Linked DNA regions of Gossypium hirsutum: regions 1 and 3 are each linked to region 2. A link is a contact called in public Hi-C data. All regions are on one chromosome and are shown on one strand. Each heading gives the region's core, a stretch centred on a gene start, on an enhancer-like site or on the middle of the called end of the contact. The rest is flanking DNA. Distances are from core to core; before and after follow the strand shown.

What was found. A called contact is a pair of places that touch in the nucleus more often than the background predicts.
Region 1: a contact with region 2 is called in a Hi-C map of leaf, with 2.4 times the contacts expected there. The contact joins the promoter of LOC107908427 here to the promoter of LOC107908430 in region 2. A contact is called at or near these places in 4 of 34 Hi-C or Micro-C datasets (all in leaf).
Region 3: a Hi-C map of leaf shows a contact between it and region 2, with 2.1 times the contacts expected there. The contact joins the promoter of LOC107908434 here to the promoter of LOC107908430 in region 2. A contact is called at or near these places in 3 of 34 Hi-C or Micro-C datasets (callus, hypocotyl and leaf).

The regions. Positions count from the first base shown.
Region 1 is chrD02:41,513,203-41,516,286 of Gossypium_hirsutum_v2.1, forward strand. It overlaps LOC107908427 (putative 3,4-dihydroxy-2-butanone kinase), which reads right to left and starts at 1,445. Exons shown (of 20, transcript XM_041088633.1): 1 at 1,241-1,445; 2 at 509-582; 3 at 363-426. The coding sequence starts at 1,280.
Region 2 is chrD02:41,370,829-41,373,848 of Gossypium_hirsutum_v2.1, forward strand. LOC107908430 (protein FAR-RED ELONGATED HYPOCOTYL 3) reads right to left here and starts at 1,310. Exons shown (of 9, transcript XM_041088627.1): 1 at 1,075-1,310; 2 at 1-460. The coding sequence starts at 416.
Region 3 is chrD02:41,242,082-41,245,078 of Gossypium_hirsutum_v2.1, forward strand. It overlaps LOC107908434, which reads left to right and starts at 1,605. Exons shown (of 4, transcript XM_016835596.2): 1 at 1,605-1,998; 2 at 2,076-2,158. The coding sequence starts at 1,827.

The sequences.
Region 1 (3,084 bases), core at 195-2,694, 140 kb after region 2:
ATAAATTTCAATGAGAAGTGTAGAGACGAGGAAAAAAAGAATCATTCATGCTCTCAAAGTTTATGCCCAATGATGCATTGCAAGTAATCCATAATTGGTTCTGGACAGTCAGAATAATGAGCATACATGCTGAGGGAAACTACAAGTTTGATCCCAAAATTACCTAACAAAGGGCAAACTAAACTAGTTGATTGCAAAAATCAGTAGAAACAAAAAAGCCAAAAGGTGACTGCAGCTTTAAATGCTGTCTAGAAATCACCATAGCTTAAAAGGTATTAAAGGTAACAAAGTATAGAATTTCAATTTCAATTTGAACAAACTAAGACAGATATCAAGTGTTAGCAGCTTTGTAGGGCTCGAACCTGATATGACTGCAACCTTGTCATATGTTGCACCTGAAGCATCAGCACGAATTACAACTTTCACCTGGAAGCAAACAAGTTATCGGTTTGTGTTTATAAAGTCTAATTCACTGACTAAACATAAGCAAAGCGGATAACAAAATCACCTCCGGGAAACCATCCAAGTACTGGAGTCCGGGATATGTTTCCACAAGACCCTCAATAAATTCAGTCACCACATCTGCCAACACCATAACAAAAGAACCTCAAAATTGGTTTTCTTCACAAAGCAGAAATCTAGAATTGGCAAATCGTTGGTGGAAAGAGCATGGTAAAGTAATGCAAATGAGAAACAAAGAGTAAATATAGCTTGATATAGCCCAACACAGTGTAATTAACGCAGAAAATCTAGGAAAAGAAACAGTAAGAATCTTTTCTAAACCCTTGTTTGTTTTCCCTATTTCAGCAAATAGCCTTGCTTCATTATCAGCTTTCATTTACTCAAGACCAAATGAAGGAAACTACAGAAACATAAAACAACTAATCAAATAATAAACAAAAAAAAACACTACTATTCAAGTAATATACAAAAATTACATGCATCATCCATTTTGTAAACGATAATCAAAGGGCAAAGCACAAAAACAATAAAAAAATCCAAAATTTCCCAATACGAACGCAAGTAAACATGAAATTAGGAAATGCGGGCAAATACTATCGTGAACTTCAAAAAGAAAAAAAGAAGAAGATGAAGAGATAGAGAAAGGAAGAGAAGTGTGTAACAGAAAAGAACAGAAAATTAAGTTTGTAGGTTTATGGTTGGAAAAGAAAATTGAGAGGGGATATTAGAGTAATAGGGGGAGGAGGAAATGGTGAAGAAGAGAAAAAAAAAAGCAAACCGTCGGGATTGTTGATGAGTTTCTTCCCTTGAAAAGCCATAAACTTTGTTTTGTTTGAGGGAATTCAGATATGGGATCCGATGGGAGAGAGAGAGAGTTTAATTTTGTTGGACTTTTTTTTGGTGGGGAGTCTCTTGAGAATTGCAGAGCACACCCCATTTTGCTTAAGCCTGGGCAGTTGTTACTTCTCCGGACAAGAAATTGCGCCTCCAATTACCAAAATGTCCTCCCTCCTTTTTCTTTTCTCTACATTTGTTGGCTTCTTTTTTTTCAGCCCACCAGCCTATTTACACCCATCTTTCTTTTCTTTTGAATTTTTTAACATTTGAACCAAAGTTAATTCATTTAGGATCTATTTGATCACAAAGTAATTGTGTAGTAATTTGTAATTATAAAGAATTGTAATTCTTTTGACGTTGTTGGTTGACAGAGTGTAATTACATCGTAATTCTTTATGTCATGTTTGGCAATACAAATTACATAATTTATATTTTTTAAAATATTAACTATGATAAAAATTTGAATGTATGATAAAAACAGGTTCTAAGCAAGTAACAAAAATCAAAATCAAATCATTATATGTATTATTAGTTAAAAAAGTAGTTGATAACACGATTACTAATAAAAATAGCAAAAAAATAAGCATCATATGAAATTTTATCTAATTGTTGTAATGTATACTTGTTGAGTTATTCTTTTTTTAATATTTAATCATCTATTGATCATTGATCGAGTTCATTACCATCTGAATTTGAAGATCTTATTCTTTCATGTACTTTACGAAGTATGGATCGTCTTAATTCCCTCTATGGTTGGAATTATGAAATATGCAACATGCTAATACGATCCAACCTTGCTTTTTTTTTTCTTATGCTATACTAAGGTGGTGCTGTTAATTTAGTTAATTTGTGAGCTCTCAAATGGTATCATACCCTCACGATATGGTGCAAGAAAACATTTTCTATTTGTATAATTAACATCGACCTTAAAATATTTGGTTACCCGTCCAAATAGTTTGTAGGTTTAATTATAAAAACTTATATAAACTTAATTTGGAGAAAGACTTATTATAGGACTTTATAAATTGTTCAAAACTTTCATAACAATTTTTATAAATAATATATATTTTTTGTCATAACTTTATAAAGTTATTTTTTATAAATAAGTTATGATAAAAAAAAACTCTAACATTTTTATGAATAAGTATATTATTTTTATAATATATAGTTTGAACACATAAATAATTTCTATTCATACTTAGCCATAATTTTTATATAAATAAATATATTATAACACTTTATAACATTGTTTATAATAAACTTTTAGCCATAAATTTAGAATTTTTTTAGTATTTAAATAATATAAATGTTAGTAATTTTATAAAATGCACAAATTATTTTTATAATATATTATTTTTAGATTTATAATTTAAATTTTATTTTACCATAATCATCACAAACACTCATACACGATTATACTTATATTATAAAATTTATAACTTGTATAAAAATATTTTTTTTTAAAATTAAATTTGTGTGTAATTAACGGAGTAATTAGTCCAATGTCACTCCCCTCAAAAAATTAGAAAGTGTAATTGGAGTATTCTACTTACACCCAATTTAGTGGGACCCATCAATTACAATGGTTATCCAAACATATCGCCGTTATATAATTATAAGCAATTACAACTAAATCTAATATTAGGGATTTTCCAAACATTTTCTTAAAGTTTTTTTGAAAGGTAAATTAATTCATTCAATGACGATAAGAAAATCAGCCCCGGATGGTCCAAAGTAGCGAGCAAAAATCAACAAAAGAATCGAGCATTCATCAAATTAGAGAGA
Region 2 (3,020 bases), core at 60-2,559:
CTTTGTCTAGCTCGTGGCCGGTTAAAGGATTTGTCATATTCCCTTTTGGTCCCATATCTAGAACAGGCAAACTTTGCATCAATAAATTCTCTTGAAGTCTTCGAACGGCGGCTATTTTGTATAGCTGTGTTGAATCCCATAGACCGAGCATATTCTTGATAAAATGAATATGCTTCTCCATGTGATTCAAACTCCATACCAGAAAGTGGCTCAAGATTCGTATCCTCCTTGAAGGTCACCATATCCACAGCAGAAGAATGCATTTCCCCACCATCTTCAGCACGCAAAGCCTCTCCTACAACTTGAACCATTCCATTATGCAGTGATTCATCACCATCTAGCATATTATCAATTCCATTTGCATCTTCATCTTCCTTACACTGTTCACCAGAAGGTAACCTAAGATCTATGTCCATGATTGAAACTTGTTTACTTCAACTAACTGTTTTCCTGACTGAACCTGAAAAAATTAAGATGTAGAAGGACGCCATCATGTCAGCATAAAGAACCCATGACAAAAAGCAATTCACAATAGCCTACTATAATTATAAAAGATAGACAAACTAATTGAAGTCCGCTTTAGCTCTTGGGCAATCCTGGATATACATGTATCTATAAAGGAAGCAAATCCCAAAGCTACATATATGATGGGTATTTCAAATTTCCTTAGCTATAAGTTGATACATGAAGACCTTTTCCCTAATACCAACACTCCAAACGAACAAAAAGGCTACAATTTTAACAACTTTTAAGGATTTTAGCCATAAATTAGCTAACAAGATTAGGCAAGCAACTAATAATATGATATCAGCAAACTAAGATTCATGGGACCAAATAATTTCGAAAGAGATGAACCCAGAAAATCAATCACAAATACAGAATTCAATAAAATTGGGAATGTTTCAATCATATAATTTTATTATTAAAACAGAAGAAAAAAGAAAACGAAAATAAATTTGGGGGTGATGGGATCGAAATCGAAAATTTAAAAGAAAAAGAACAGAGAAATTGCGAAAATTCAAAAGGCAGAATTGGAAAGCAAAATAGTTGGGGGGGATTAAAATAAAGGAACACCTGGAGTGGAGGTGAAATAGAACGAGTGATGATTCTGCGAAAACCGAAGGCGAGTGGGGTTAAGGGCGCGTAGAGAGTTGAGGGGGGGGATTTAGGGTTTCCTGCTTTCCTTCCACTCGCTTTTCTCTCTCACTCGCCAATTTGGGGATCTCAGACTCTGTTCTCGCTTTCACTCGCCCATTTTATGAGTAAAATAAGCTAATCCTATTATTATTTAATAGTCTAGTCTGCTTTTTCTTTTAATGTTGAATATTTTGCTTTCTGTGTTGGGCCTCAACTCCATCCATACTACTACTACGAAGAGATAAAAACCCATTTGATCTAACAGATTTCGGCTCAAAAGCAAAATAAGCCCTCAAATCTTAACCTCCTTTAACCATCGTCTCTCGTAGCCTTCAATTTTGGTTTTTCTGATGGGAAAAAATTCTCAATTTATTTACCAATGTTTAAAATTTTATTTTATGGTCACTTCGCATTAAATTTCCACCTATTTATTATTCTTCTTCTTCCTTTTTTTTCTCTTGCATACACCTTTATTCGCAAGAATGGAAAGAAACTATACAACAATAGTTATTCTGTGCAAATAAAATAGAGTTGTAATTGAAAGTATAACTATGGATGAAATAGAATGAGTAAGTAAACGATATTCTTATGTTCATTTTAGGATAATAAGTAAGAAAAATGATCAAATGATAAATATATCCTTTAATAGATTTTTTAATAAAAATTTTAAAATGTTGGAATGACCAATATATCTTTTAATAAATCATATTTTTTTAAAATAAAAAGTATAATGTCAAGAAAAAACCCTTTAACATTTATCTATAGCAAACTTACCCTTATTTTTTTGGAATAAATTTGCTTTGGGTTAAATATAATATTAGTACCCAAACTTATACACTTCTCCCATATTGGTACTTATAGTTTGGTTTTTTCTCAGATTGGTACCCGAACATTTTTTCCCTCCACTAGTTTGATACCTGAGACTAATGGCGTTAATTTTTTGCTGACGTGGTAGCACTGACCAATCATATGCTGCCATGTGGCATCCTATTTGGCCTTCTTTTTGTTTTTTTGTTTTTAATTTTCCCTCATTCTCATTTTTCTTTTATTTTCTTTTTTTTGGGTGTGCCTTCTACACTTCTTTCTTTCTTCTTTCGTCCTCAAACCCCTCCAATTTCCCCAATGTTCAGACCAGCAATGAAGAAACAACAGTAGCAGTAAATACTGCTCCTTTTTTCTTTCTCCTCCGTCCTTTGCTTTTTGCTCTCTTTTCTCCTAAAAAACCTTTCTTTTGTTCTATTTCAAGAAAAAATTAGAAACCTAAATAGTCAAAATTTTCTCTTCTTTTAGGGCTCAACAAATCTATGGAGATAGTGACCTTCTCACGGCTTAAGGGATAAACCTAGGTGAGGCCGCTATCATCGGAGCCTCCTCCTTTTGTCAGTAAAAAATTGAGCCTAAAATCCCCCAAACCCCTAAAGCTTAACATGCATGCAAGTTTTTTTGTTCTGAGATTGTGTAGCCGATTAATGTTCTGATAGTTTTTATTTTTTTCTGAGATTGTTTTTGAAATTGTGTAGCCGATTGGTATTCTGCAAGTTTTTGTAATATTCGAAAAAGTTTTTCAAAGATTTTATTTTAAACCTTGATTCTGTCTTGGGGTACAAGATTTTCCATAAACATGTTTTTCAAACATAAAAAATTTCAATCTTGCATTCTTGATCAGGTAAAAACTTCAAGAGTGATAAAAAACTCAAAGTGAAAAGGAAAACAACTCAAAAAAGGTTGGAAAGGAAAATAACTCAAAGAGGCTTCCATGGATTATGTAGAGGAAAATTTTGAAACTTGTGTATTTGGATTTTGGTGGTGATTGGATGGTGAGAAAGAGAGGGAAAATTTTGTGAGTTTTTTACGGAAAAAAGATGAAGTGTAGAAGCATGTCC
Region 3 (2,997 bases), core at 355-2,854, 130 kb before region 2:
AATGCCTCCATATCTTCAATGTCAAAACTACTGCTACCGATTCTGAATCATGGGTTGGATAGTTCCTCTCATGTGGTTTGACTTGGTGAGATGCATAAGCCACAATCTTACCTCTTCGGGTAAGCACACATCCAAGACCATTCAGTGAAGCATCAGTATAAATAGTATACTATACGCTAGGTTCTGGTTGTGCTAAAATTTGAGCTTTAGTCAAGACTGCTTTCAACTTTGCAAAACTTTGTTGATACTCATCAGTCCATTCAAACTTTTCTTTATTTTTCAACAATCGAGTGAGAAAAGTTGTCAATAATGAAAAGCCTTTCACAAACTACAAACTTTCTATAGTAGACCGCTAGCCCCAAAAAGCTACAAAATTCAGTGACATTTTTTGGCAGATTCCATTCAAGTACTGCTTTCACCTTATTAAGATTCACTGTAATACTTTTACGATAAATCGCATGGCCTAGAAATGTACTTCTCTCAACCAAAACTCACACCTACTCTGGCAAAAATGTTGATATCAATCATGCTAAAACTCGATCATTAAAAATAATGTTAATAAACTTTAGATTTACATCAATTTTTTACCACCATTAGATTTGTGATAAAAAAAATTAAAAAATAAAACTTACTTTTTACTTATGTGTCCAGCCAAATTAGTAATTGATTTCCATGTAATTTATTAATTTAATTTTCATCTCATTAAAAAAGTCAAGTAATTAAAGATTATGGTTTTTATGGATATAAATTTAAGAAAAGAGACTTATTTAAGTAAAAAGAAATACCATAAGGACTTATTTGAATAAGTGATTATAGTTTAAGGAACTTTTTAATATATAAGCCTATTTTAATTTATATTCAAATACCCGAACGACATAAAAGTCAAGTGTGTAAATATCGAAGAATCTATTGGCAAGTAAACACAACCCTTGGAATAGGGGTGTGTAAAATTTGGGTAAAACCGAAAAAATTCGGTTAACCGACCAAATTCGGTTAATCAGTCGGTTAACCGAATTTTTTCGGTCAAAGGTTGGTTAATTATTTTTTTATTTTTTGATTAACGGTTAATTCGGTTCGAAACCGGTCAGTTAACCGAATTTTTTTGGTTTAACCGAAAAAATTAATAAATAAAATTATAATATATAAATAGGCCCACTATTCATCTAAATCCAACCAAACCCAAGTATCCAACCCAACCCAATCATAAAAATTACAAATAATTTGATAAATAAAAATAAAATTTCAATTATGTGTTAATTTTAAGACTTATGTAAGGTTAGTGATTCAAAAACTTATATAATGTTTTTAATTATATTGTGATTCAATTCGGCTAATTCGGATAATTAAGGTAATTCGATTAATTCAATTAATTTGGTTAATTCAGTTAATTTTTAACCAAAAATTAAAAATATATAATTTTCGGTTAATTTGGTTAACCGACTGAATTAACCAAAAAATTTCGATTCGATTAACGATTAAAAATTTTAAACGATCAATTAATTCAATTAATATTATTTCGGGTCGGTTAACTGACTGAACAAGTTGCAACTTAAGCCATTAGGTTCGGATATATAAATATCTGATGTATGATGTGAAAATCAAACGGTCAGGAAAGATGGTCAACGCCAGCGCATTGAGTCGTCATCTGAAGGAGAAGTGAAACTTCTAGAATGAATATCAAGCCAAGCGGTTTCCTTCACCGTTAAGTCGAGGCAGAACAAAGTAGACGCGGACAACAGTCTCCGTCTTTCGCATTTCGCAGCCTACGAAAAGGAAATTAAAAAAAAAAATCAAACCCAAATTAATTAGCAACAAATCAAAAGGAAATGGCGTTGCAGTGGATGATCCTAACCTACGTGGTCGCAGCAGAGGCTGCCCTGGCTCTTCTCTTGACCTTCCCCTCTCCTAAGTTATTGAAGAACCGTTTCGTCTCTCTCATCTCCCTCATTCTTCAGCCTACCCTCTTTATTGTCCCCTTTGCCGGATTCCAGCTCTTAGGTTTTATCTCTATTCATTTTTTTGCCTTTTCAATCTTCAATGAAATGGGTTTTAGGTTTCTCAGTTTTTGGGTGCAGATATCTACTGGAAGAACGAACATCGCTTGATGTGCACCTCTGATATCTGCACTGCTGCCGAGAGAGATCGTTATGAGAAATCCGTAAGTATTATATTTTGGGAATTTCTTTATCAAATACATGAGCAAGCTTATTTGAATGTTAATCATCTTTTAATTACGGTTCTTATTCGGGTCTTTCAAGTTTTTGAAGTGGTTATAACTCCTACATGTTTGATGCTGGAATATTTCTATATCGTTTCCAGTATTTGTAGTTAGCTACGATAGTTTAGTTTGATTATGATTGCCTGAACTTTGATTCTAGAATCAATTGGCTTTTGGGGATTTTATTTATGTCTTTAGTTTAAAGGAGAAGTGGTGTGGTAATTTTATGGAATTAAACTGCTTTGATTTGATGAAAAAGATGATACATTCAATCCTAACTATAAAGCAAAAACCAAGCCTCTTTCTTGATACCTCAAAGCTCTGCCATTAAAGTATTTATAACACATATATTCATTACTAAACCTTTGATATGACTATTGACACTTTTTTTTTCTTATCAAGCCTCATAAGAAGCATGTTTATGTCTTGCTTTAATCTGCTTAAACCTATTAAATCTCTCTCTCCAGGTTGTTGACAGTCATTTATCGGATGCATGTTTCAAAGCATCAATAATGATTACTTTCGATAAATTTTAATTTGAATTTATTGAAGTAATCTCTTTTTCTTAAAACACGAAACTGCAAAAAGCTTTGCATCAAGCCATATTTTTTGCAATATATATACATGTAAGGAATGTCCAGGTTGTATGTTTGTTGAGCACAAGGAGTTTTTGCGCTATGAGTCAATTCCCCCCTTAGAACATCAAATCATTTTCAGATTTATTTACTTCCTTCAGGTTTTTGGTCACCTTAGCTTTAGAGTCTATAGGCTTTAAGTCA